Regions from separate parts of the Mus musculus genome. Here region 2 is linked to region 1. The links are chromatin contacts, called in public promoter capture Hi-C maps. All regions are on one chromosome and are shown on one strand. Each heading gives the region's core, a stretch centred on a gene start, on an enhancer-like site or on the middle of the called end of the contact. The rest is flanking DNA. Distances are from core to core; before and after follow the strand shown.

Region 1 (5,158 bases), core at 1,845-4,344:
GCCACATGCTTGTCTAGCACACATGGAGGCCTGGTTCAACCCCCAGGATCATATCAACTGGTCATGGATACACACACCTGTGACCCCAACACTGAGAAGGTTGAGGGGGGGGGGAACCACATCTAATACTATCCCAGCTCTGGGATCATGAGCTGTGGGAGGCATGAGAGTGGGAGGACTAGCTCTGCCACTTGTGGACTGTGTCATTGACTGGGCCAGTCTGAGGAGTGTCAGAGAGCTTACCCTGATGGTGTGGGTGCAAGAGAACTGACAGGCAGGCCAAATCAGCCACTACCCAGGCCTCAGATACATGTATCCTCAGATACATATTGAGTTTGAGGCCAGCCTGGGCTACAATGGGCTCAAACAACAGGATAATAACAACAAAACCCAAACCTAAACAAAAAGTCTAGCACAGCTAGAACACAGTGAACACAGACAGCTTTCTGAGGTATTTTGTCGAACACTTACCCTGTGCTATGGTCTTCAGTGACCAAGCTGTATACATCATTTCTTCCCCAAACCCATGACAAGTGTGTGTCTTTATCTAGATGAGGAACCTGAAGCCCAACATTTTCAGATATTTGCCCAACACCACTTATCATAGCCAAGGTGTAGAATCAGCTTAGGCGCCTGAAGATGGTTGAATGAATAAGGAAAATATATAATGGAGTACTATTCGGTCATGAAGAAGAGATGGTATCATGCCATTTGTGGGGAAATGAGTGGAACTAGAGATGATTATACTAGGTAAACATGTTTTTACATTTACATGTGTGTGTGCATGTGCTTTTGTGTGTGTGTGTGTGTGTGTGTGTGTGTGTGAGTGAGAGAGAGAGAGAGAGACGGTGTAGGTGTGAAGGTCAGAAAACAACATGTGGAGTCAGTTCTCCTCTCCCACCATGTAGGCTCTGGGGATTGATATCAATTGCTGGGTGGCAAGGCCTTTATTCACCGCACCATCTTGCTGGCCCATATTAAGTAAGAAGAGATTTGTCGAAGTCGATTGCTGGTTAGTGGATGTAATGTTAGTTTCAAAGCCTGCAAAACAGAGGGCAGATTGGAAGCCAATTCCTTGTCTCTCTCCTTCTTCCGTTCTGTAATTCCCAGCTCATCCACCCACTCACTATCATTTCTTACCTGGCAAACCCCAATCTACCACAGGGCTTTTGCTCCAAGTGACACCTATTCAAAGAGGCCTGGCTGATCACCGATTTAAAACGACAATCCTCATCTCTTCATCTTTGATGTGTGTGTGAACATGTGTGTATGTGTGTGCAAGCACGTGCATACACACTTGCTTGTATGCATACTTGTGTATAAAGGGAGGTGCCATTTGTCACGGTGTGTATATGGTAGTCAGAGGACAACCTCAGGTATCAGTCCTTACCTCCCATCTTGTTTGAGGCAGGGTCTCTTTTGCTGCTCGCCAGGGTAGCTGACCTATGAGTCTCAGGGAATTCTCTTCTCTCTGTCTCCCATTTTACTGCAGGAACATTGCCATTCTAGAATCACATTATCACACCCAACTTTATACGGGACCTGGGGATTTAAGCTGAGGTCCTCATGTTTGCGCAGCTAGCTTATACTTTACCTCCTGAACCATCTCCCCTTAAATTCCATTATTTGTTCACGGTTTACTTTGTGCCTTCCCTCCTTAGAATGTGAACTTTGGCATGGCCAGGACTGGGCGCTTAGATCACTGCTGACTGGTTTGCCATGGGGGTTTTGAAAGGAGACCCTGGCCACTGCAGACATCCTGTGAGAAGAAGGGGTATGAGTCACCCTGAATGGTGTGATTAGGAGCACAGGATGATGGCAGGGAGGAGGGGACCTGGGGTCTCAGGGAAGACCACATACCCAGCAATAAGGGCCTCACACTTATGCTACAAACAGGGATAGGCCATCCATACTGTTTTTTGGTTTTTTGGCTCCTGCTAATGTTCTTACCATGTCACAATGTTTCTTTCTGAGCTATTGTGTATGTACAAGAGTTTGAAGGAAGGTATAGATGATCATGAACCACATGGCTGGAGAAACAACCCAGGCTCAGAGTGTGAAGCCAACACAGGAGGACTCAGGAACCCAACCCGAGACACAATCACAAAGGGTCTGGCTGAGCCGAGGCCCCTTCGTTATGTATAGGGAGAAAAGTTGTCTGAGAAAGTTATTGGTTGTGACCTCAGGAGCCTGATTTCAGGGTCTGAGGGAGGAGGGCTGGAGTTCAGAGCCTCTTATGAGTCTGAGAGAGGCAGGCTTCTGGATATGAAAAAGGGGGCTGGGGGCAAACTCCTGGGTCTGAGAGAGGAGGGTTGTGGGCTGGACTCCTGGGTCTGAGAGAGGAGGGTTGTGGGCTGGACTCCTGGGTCTGAGAGAGGAGGAATGGATTGTGGACTCTGAGGGAGGAGGGCTGAGGTCTGGACTCTCAGGTCTGAGGGAGGAGGGCTGGGGCTGGACTTCTGAGTCTGAGGGAGGAGGTCTGAACCTTTCTTCTCTTTGAAGAGAGAACAAGGAGGAGTCCCACCCACTGTCCACCCTACTCTCCGGTCCTTCTGCTGCTACTTCTGGTTGTGTGCAGTACAGGTAACCCTGAAACCTGACTCTCCACCCTCATTCCAGAGCAGAGGTTTTTCCTCCTTTCTTGGCAGCAGAGGAAAACCCCTCCCTCCCTCCCTCTCTCTTAACTGTAGCTTTGGCTCCCAAAGTCAAGCGAGGCTCCCACCTGTGGCTATCCTGACTCAGCCTCACAGGGTGGACGAAACTCACCTGAGGACTCTCTCCCTGAAGAAGTCTTTCCAGCCCCATGCCTGCTCATTCAGCCATGCTGGGCCTCCAGCGAAGCTGATAATTCCCCACCCTGTGTCCGCCCTGGCTCGCTGTAGTTCAGGAGGTGGAATTTTCCTCTTTTGCATTGAGAGTCCTTCTGAAGTATCAAATGTAGGGCCTTGATGTACTGACCCTTGTCACCTTTCTTATCTCTACCCTCCCGACTCCGAACTCATACCCCTCCAACGAGGAAATCCTTCCAGGGGAGAAAAATCAAGCTCACAGTTAAGGGGGACTGTGGCTGGTTATCAGGGAGGGTGGGTGTGGGAAGCCGCCCCCACATTCGCCGTCACAAGATGGCGCTGACATCCTGTGTTCTAAGTTGGTAAACAAATAATCTGCGCATGAGCCAAGGGTATTTACGACTACTTGTACTCTGTTTTTCCCGTGAACGTCAGCTCGGCCATGGGCTGCAGCCAATCAGGGAGTGATGCGTCCGAGGCAATTGTTGTTCTCTTTAAAGAGGAAAGGGGTTTCGTTTTCTCTCTCTCTTGCTTCGCTCTCTCTTGCTTCTTACGCTCTGGCCCCATAAGATGTAAGCAATAAAGCTTTGCCGTAGAAGATTCTGGTTGTTGTGTTCTTCCTGGCCGGTCGTGAGAACGCGTCGAATAACAATTGGTGCCGAATTCCGGGACGAGAAAATCCGGGACGAGAAAAAACTCCGGACTGGCGCAGGAGGGATACTTCATTCCAGAACCAGAACTGCGAATCAAGGTTATAAGGTTCCCGTAACACAGACTGTTGAGAAGGATTCAACTGCCGAATTCAGAACTCATCAGCTGGGGAACGACGGTGATAAAGGTTCCCGTAAAGCAGACTGTTAAGAAGGATTCAACTGTATGAATTCAGAACTTTTCAGCTGGGGAACGAGGTAAGTCTGATCTTGAACTTTCTAAGGAAATTCAAGACAGTCTATCAGAAGTAAAGTGGAAAATGGCTTTACAAGTTAGGTTTGGCCTTGAATTTTTTCTGGTGTTAGGAGCCCTTTTGTTCCTTTTCACATGTTATATAGTGCTTAAGATAGGGCTGAAAATTCTAGAGGAAATTCAGGACAGTCTATCAGAAGTAAAGCGGGGAGAGAGAGTAGGAGCAAGGAGAAACGGTAAGTATACAGGCCTTTCCAAGGGTCTTGAACCCGAGGAAAAGTTAAGGTCAGGTAGGAATACCTGGGGAGAGATTAGAAGGAAGAAAAAGAAAAAAGAAAAGAAAAAAGATCAATTAGCGGAGGTCTCTAGGAGATACTCGTCACTAGATGAGCTCAGGAAGCCAGCTCTTAGTAACTCTGAAGCAAGTGAAGAATCCTCCTCTGAGGAAACAGACTGGGAGAAAAAAGCGGCTCATTATGAAAGAAAAGGATACCAGCCGCCAAGTAAAGTGCTAACTAGTCATTTAAGGAAAAAGCCAAAAGCGGCTGGCGAAGGCCAGTTTGCTAATTGGCCTCAGGGCAATCGGCTACCAGGTGCACTCCCGCCCTATGCGGAGTCCCCGCCCTGCGTAGTGCGTCAGCCCGTAGTGCGTCAGCAATGCGCAGAGAGGCAGTGCGCAGACTCATTCATTCCCCGAGAGGAACAAAGAAAAATACAACAGGCATTTCCAGTCTTTGAAGGAGCCGAGGGTGGGCGTGTCCACGCTCCGGTAGAATATGTGCAGATTAAATATGGAATCAATGCTAATTTTGCCTTGGTGCAGTTGGACAGGCTTGCCGGCGTGGCACTGACTCCTGCCGACTGGCAAATGATTGCAAAAGCCGCTCTCCCTAGTATGGCCAAATATGTGGAATGGCGAGCTCTGTGGCAGGAGGCGGCACAGGCGCAGGCCCGAGCAAACGCTGCTGCTTTAACTCCAGAGCAGAGAGATTGGACTTTTGACTTGTTAACGGGTCAGAGAGCTTATTCTGCTAAACCTGATAAGAGGTATCAATGGAAGGTCTTACCACAGGGAATGTCCAATAGTCCTACTATGTGTCAACTTTATGTACAAGAAGCTCTTTTGCCAGTGAGGGAACAATTCCCCTCTTTAATTTTGCTCCTTTACATGGATGACATCCTCCTGTGCCATAAAGACCTTACCATGCTACAAAAGGCATATCCTTTTCTACTTAAAACTTTAAGTCAGTGGGGTTTACAGATAGCCACAGAAAAGGTCCAAATTTCTGATACAGGACAATTCTTGGGCTCTGTGGTGTCCCCAGATAAGATTGTGCCCCAAAAGGTAGAGATAAGAAGAGATCACCTCCATACCTTAAATGATTTTCAAAAGCTGTTGGGAGATATTAATTGGCTCAGACCTTTTTTAAAGATTCCTTCCGCTGAGTTAAGGCCTTTGTTTAGTA
Region 2 (5,158 bases), core at 1,838-4,337, 370 kb after region 1:
AGGACTGTCAGTCACTTATTTACAGAAAAGAAATCCTCCTTGGGCACCTGGCAGCAAGTGTGTGGGAAGGCAGGAGGTACAGGAGGGTTTATTTAAGGCATCACCTTGGATGGTATGCACAGGGACAGATCATGGTTGCCATCTTTGGCTCTGAGCATGGAAGTTCTTTTCCTTTTCTTTTTTTGGAAAAAGTTTCCATCCATCTGGGGCTTGTTGGGGACTCTTGCTTTACCTTCTTTTATGGAAGCCAAAGTACTTGCTTGCCCAGTGTTACCCTATTGAGTCAGTTCCGTACTCCACCTATCTCACGGTTCTATGTGCGGCTTCTCTGGGGAAAGGTAAGACAGAGATACAAAGAATGATGGTGTACCTAGTTGCCCATTCTCCTTTCTTTCCTTCCCTCCCTTTCTCTTCCCTCCCTCTCCCCTTTTCCTTTCTTCCTTTCTCCTCTCCTCTCTTCTTCAATTTTTTCATTCCCTTGTCCTTGAGGCAGAGTCTCTTGATCTCATGGAGTTTAGGCTGACCTTGAACTCTGACCTCCTACTTTCACCTCTGTAGTGCTGGGATTGCCTGCACTACATCTGCTGGGATTGCCTGCACTACATCTGGTTTACCTGACACTGGGGATGAAAACCAGTGTTTTGTGCATATTTGGCAAAGACTTTAACATTTGAGTTATACCTCCAGTCCTAAACAGGAGCATCTTTCACACTGGTCCAAATTTGGAGCAATAGTCTGTCTCTACCTTGCTTCCTCTGAGTCATTTTGAGGAGGGATGATAAGGGATGGGATATGGTAGCAGGTCTCATTCTGTAGCACAGGCTGTCTCTGAAATTCTGGCAATTCATCTACCAACCCTCCTGAGTGTTGGAATTATCTACAGGCATAAACTGCCAAGCCTGGCCTCAGAGCTTGATTCTCTACCCTTTACTTAGATTTCATGAACTGCCTAACATCTTTGCAATCATGTTTTATTCCCATCCAGACAGGGTCTCATGTAGCTCAGGCTGGCTTCAAACTAATTAAAATGTCTTTGAAGTCTGAGTTCTTCTGCATCGACCTACCAAATGCTAAGATTCCATAAAAAAAAATGGACTACCACATCAGCCTTTAGAAAATTCTTGTTTCTTCAGATAATTTAATTACATTTATTTTGTGTGTGTGTGTGTGCAAGAGGAGAAGGCATACATGTCTCAGAGCATAAATGTAAAGGTCAAAGGTCAAATTCTCTACTTCTACCATATAGGTCCCAGGGAATGAACTCAGGTTGTCAGGCTTGGAGGCAAGCATCATACTCAATGAGCCATCTTGCCAACCTGAAACTGGCCTTGCTATACTGCCTAACTTATTTGCAATTACTATGTGTATATGTGTATCTGAATATATATATATGTGTACCATGTGTGTGCAGGAGTCTGTAGAGACCAGAAAAAGGGTGTTAGATCTCCTGGAACTGGAGTTACAGATGTTGTGTATAATGAGTACACACTCTGGGTCCTCTTCAAGAGTAGTAAGTGCTCTTGACTGCTGAGCCATCTTTCTGGCTCCCAGTTATCTAATTTAAAGAACACAAGCCAACTGCTCTTACTACGTTCACAGAATTGGGCAGCTTTTGCCACAATCAACATCTGGATATTTTAATCATCCAAGAAGGAAAACTTAAAACTGTTAGCACTAATTTCTTATTTCTCTCTTCCCTTAACCTTCTTCACCCATCCTGGCCCATGGCAACTCTTATAAAGGAAAACATTTAATTGGGGCTGGCTTACAGGTTCAGAGGATTAGTCCATTATCTTCATGGTGGGAAACATGGCAGAGTGCAGGCAGGCATAGTGCTGGAGAAAGAGCTGAGAGGTACTCTCAAGAGTACCTCTTGAGCTGAAGACAGAAGAAGAGATTGTGTGCCACACTGGGCACAAGATATAAAAGGCCACCCCCACAGGGACACTCTTCCTCCAACCAGATCATGCCTACTCCAACAAAGCCACAACTCCTAATAGTGCCTCTCTCTAAGCTTGGCCAAGAATTCAAACACGTGAGCTTAAGGGGGCCATACCTATTCCAACCACCACACAGACCTACTCTGGAAACGTAGCTGAGAACATCCTGATCCATGGGCAGCAGACAAAGAGAGAATCGCTGGGCAGGTGTGGGCCTTTGAAGCTCCAAAGCCCCTCCCACATCACACCTCAGTAACAAGACAACACATCCTAGTCCTTTCCAAACAGTTCTAACTGGGCACCAAGCAGTCAAACCTATAAGCCTGTGGGGGCTATTCTCACTTCTCACTAGAATTACCACAGTGGGAAAGTATGTTTGGCATTTAGATCCACATGGCTAGTAGAGAACTCTCACCAGTTGTATTTTTACCTCCACAAGTGTGGCATACACACACACACACACACACACACACACACAAACACACAAACTAAATACACCTAAATCTTAAAAAATAGAGCCAGGTAAAATAGTGGCTGGACAGAGGCTGGAAGATCTCTGTGTATGAGGACAGTCTGTTCTACATAGTGAATTTTTAGACCATCAGAGCTATATAATGAGACCTTACATAAAAATATTAAAATGAAAAAAGAAAGAAAGAAAGAAAAATGCTTTTTCTTTGCACCAGGAGCTGAATTAGGAAGCTTTATTTTTGCATCCATCATTTCTGAGCACAGGGCACAGCTGATTGAGGAGCAAGGGAAAAAAGAAATGTCAGGAATTAAGCCGGATATGAAGAATTTAGCCCTCCCTAGGATACTGGATGGGGGTTAAATGTTCTTAGATAAAGTTCACTGAAGATGACTAATTACTTCCATATCAGATCTTTCAGCCGGCCTACCACAATGTTTCCCCCCAGGTACCAGCAATTTAGTTGCTTGACTGAAAGCTGTCTAGACGTTTCCCCTTTGCCTAAATTCTATCAGGAGGTTCCTGGGAGCAGAACGGGCGACTACCCCAGGGAGGACAGTGACAAATCTGGATCCGAATCATGAGCTTAGTTACCAAGTTAAGCATCTAGCAGGTCTGTGGGTGACACCGCTGCTGTGTCTGAAGGCTCACTGGAGTAGATAGCCACTCCCTGGGGGCATCATGTGAGCTGCTAATCAAGCATCTGCTTCCTCAGCCATTATTCTAACTGTGGTGAGTGCTTTAAATACCCTGCGGCTGCTAAGAGAGCCAGGGATCGATCGAGCCACTGACACCTGGGACAGACGTCAAATCTGACAGGCTCCCCAAGGTACTTTGTTTCTACTGTTGGGACCACAATTATCATTGTGACTGCCATGCCAACAGCATCTCTGATTTGAGTAACTTTCCTTAAGCCTTGACAGCTTTAGAGAGCCCTTAGATGATCTTGCCAGTAACTGCTCCAGATAACTTTATCAGTGACCACTCCTGTCCGTCCCTTCACAGCTGTGTTACTCTGGTTGGGAAGGAACAGTACCAACCGGTGACAGCTAGTGTGTAGTCTCGACTGGCTATAAGCAGGGTTTCTCTCACTATTCACAGAGAAGGCTGGGAGACTTCCCTGGCTGTGGTTTGAATGAAAAAAACAAAACAAAACAAAAACAAACGCTCCCTGCCACATAGCCTCATGTAGTTGAACATTTGAACATTTACCCCCAATTGGTGGTACTCTTTGAAAAGGTTATGGAACCTTCAGGAAGTAGAACATTGCTGGAGGAAGTATATCACCATGGATGGGCTTTGAGGGTTTATAGCCTCATCCCACTTCCTGATCTCTCTCTGTCTCTGTCTCTCTAGCTCTCTGTCTCTGTCTGTCTCTGTTTCTCTGTCTGTCTCCCTCTGTCACTCTCTCACTTTCTCTCTGTCTCTGTCTCTTCCTCTCTCTCAGTGACTGCCTGTTTCTGTCTCAGTCTGTATGTCTGTCTGCCTCCTGTGTGCAGATGAAAATGTGACTAGCTCACTTTCTACTCTTGCTACCCTATCTAGCCTTACATGTTTCCATTGTTTTCCTGATATGAGGGACTTGATTCCTCAGGAATCCTAAGTCAAAATAAACCCCTTTCTTCCTTAATTTGCTTTTGTCAGGGCATTTTATAACAACAACTAACTAACTAGCACACCCCTTTTCTGCATTCCGTCATTCATGTTCATATAGTGTGGGCCACAGTAAAACCTGTTAATGATTGCATTGCTTAGTTATTGTCTCTATAGTTCGTAAAGTGAGTTGGGTTAGTAACACAAAGAGCACAAGACATCTATGGATGCCAGACCCTGGCACACTCAGCAGGCTTGCAGAAGTCAGAGAAGCACTCAGCAGGCTTGCAGAAGTCAGAGAAGGCATAGCTATAAGCCCCTACTACTGAGCATTCAGAGAGCCTCAGAGAGTTCCTTTCTCCAGCCGCCGAGTGCTGCTGAGAGGTGTCCTGATTAAGGACATCAGAGGGACCCGATGCTAAAAGAGCTGCTTCATGACTTCCATCTCAGTTGAACAAAATGACCCTTAGCCAAGTGAAATAATGAGAGTTCACTGGGAAGGCCAGATGCACCCTCCTCTACTGTCACCCATCTTGGTGTCCTCATTTCTGTTTTAAAAACCCACTGAGTCCCATTGGTGCCATCCCTATACTCTTGGCTATGTGGCTATCTACTGATGTGAAGTCAGCCTACAGGGGACCACACCCTTGAAGAACATTGACTCTCCTTCTCTCAGCAGCTATCAATTGTCAATAGATCCTTGGCTGGGGCTGGGATTTTTGTGCTCACCTTCCTGCCCCATGCTGGGATCTTATCCGACTTGAGTTTGTACCGGTCTTGTGCATGCTGTAACAAGCACTGAGTTCATACGTGCATCTGTCCTGTTGATTTGGAAAACACTGTTTCCTTGTGGTCATCCACCTCATCTGGCTCTTAAAATCTTTCTGCCCCATCTTAGGGCTGAGCACGCCATAGTCTCTTCTTCTCTGAACTTTGACAAGTTGTGGGTCTCCATGACCCCATCTTCTAGAGAAAGAAGCTTCTCTGAGGGTTGAGAGATGCACTAATCTATGGATATAATGATAAGTCATAATATAATATAATATAATATAATATAATATAATATAATATATCTGTTTAATACTATATCCATTTAGCAGACTAATAGTAGTAGGTTCTCCACTATGGCCTATGACCTTTCTAATTATAGGTTCTT

What was found. Promoter capture Hi-C pulls out the DNA fragments that hold promoters and counts their contacts.
Region 2: a promoter capture Hi-C map of hematopoietic stem and progenitor cells shows a contact between it and region 1. The contact joins the enhancer-like site here to the promoter of Eps8l1 in region 1. A contact is called at or near these places in 19 of 39 promoter capture datasets (the 3T3-L1 cell line, 3T3-L1-derived adipocytes, the C10 cell line and 13 more), 1 of 15 datasets of contacts at CTCF or cohesin (embryonic stem cells), 6 of 484 Hi-C or Micro-C datasets (Sertoli cells, cerebellum, cortical neurons and 3 more), 11 of 115 datasets of contacts at active chromatin or transcription factors (bone marrow-derived macrophages, craniofacial prominence, embryonic fibroblasts and 6 more) and 4 of 9 other capture datasets (adipose tissue, embryonic stem cells, liver and 1 more).

Annotation. Positions count from the first base shown.
Region 1 is chr7:4,458,633-4,463,790 of GRCm38.p6, reverse strand. Eps8l1 (EPS8-like 1) reads right to left here and starts at 3,094. Exons shown (of 20, transcript NM_001374622.1): 1 at 2,767-3,094. The coding sequence starts at 2,912. It also overlaps a transcript of Rdh13 not described here.
Region 2 is chr7:4,089,325-4,094,482 of GRCm38.p6, reverse strand. The region is part of intron 6 of 9430041J12Rik (RIKEN cDNA 9430041J12 gene); the gene reads left to right. Among named protein-coding and RNA genes, the nearest start is that of Gm23741, 10 kb to the left of the region's middle. Within about 2 kb of position 3,087, at least 40 of the 459 cell types and tissues checked have an H3K27ac peak or open chromatin away from gene starts, as enhancers often do. A contact at or near this core is called in the HPC-7 cell line and hematopoietic stem and progenitor cells, where this site is marked.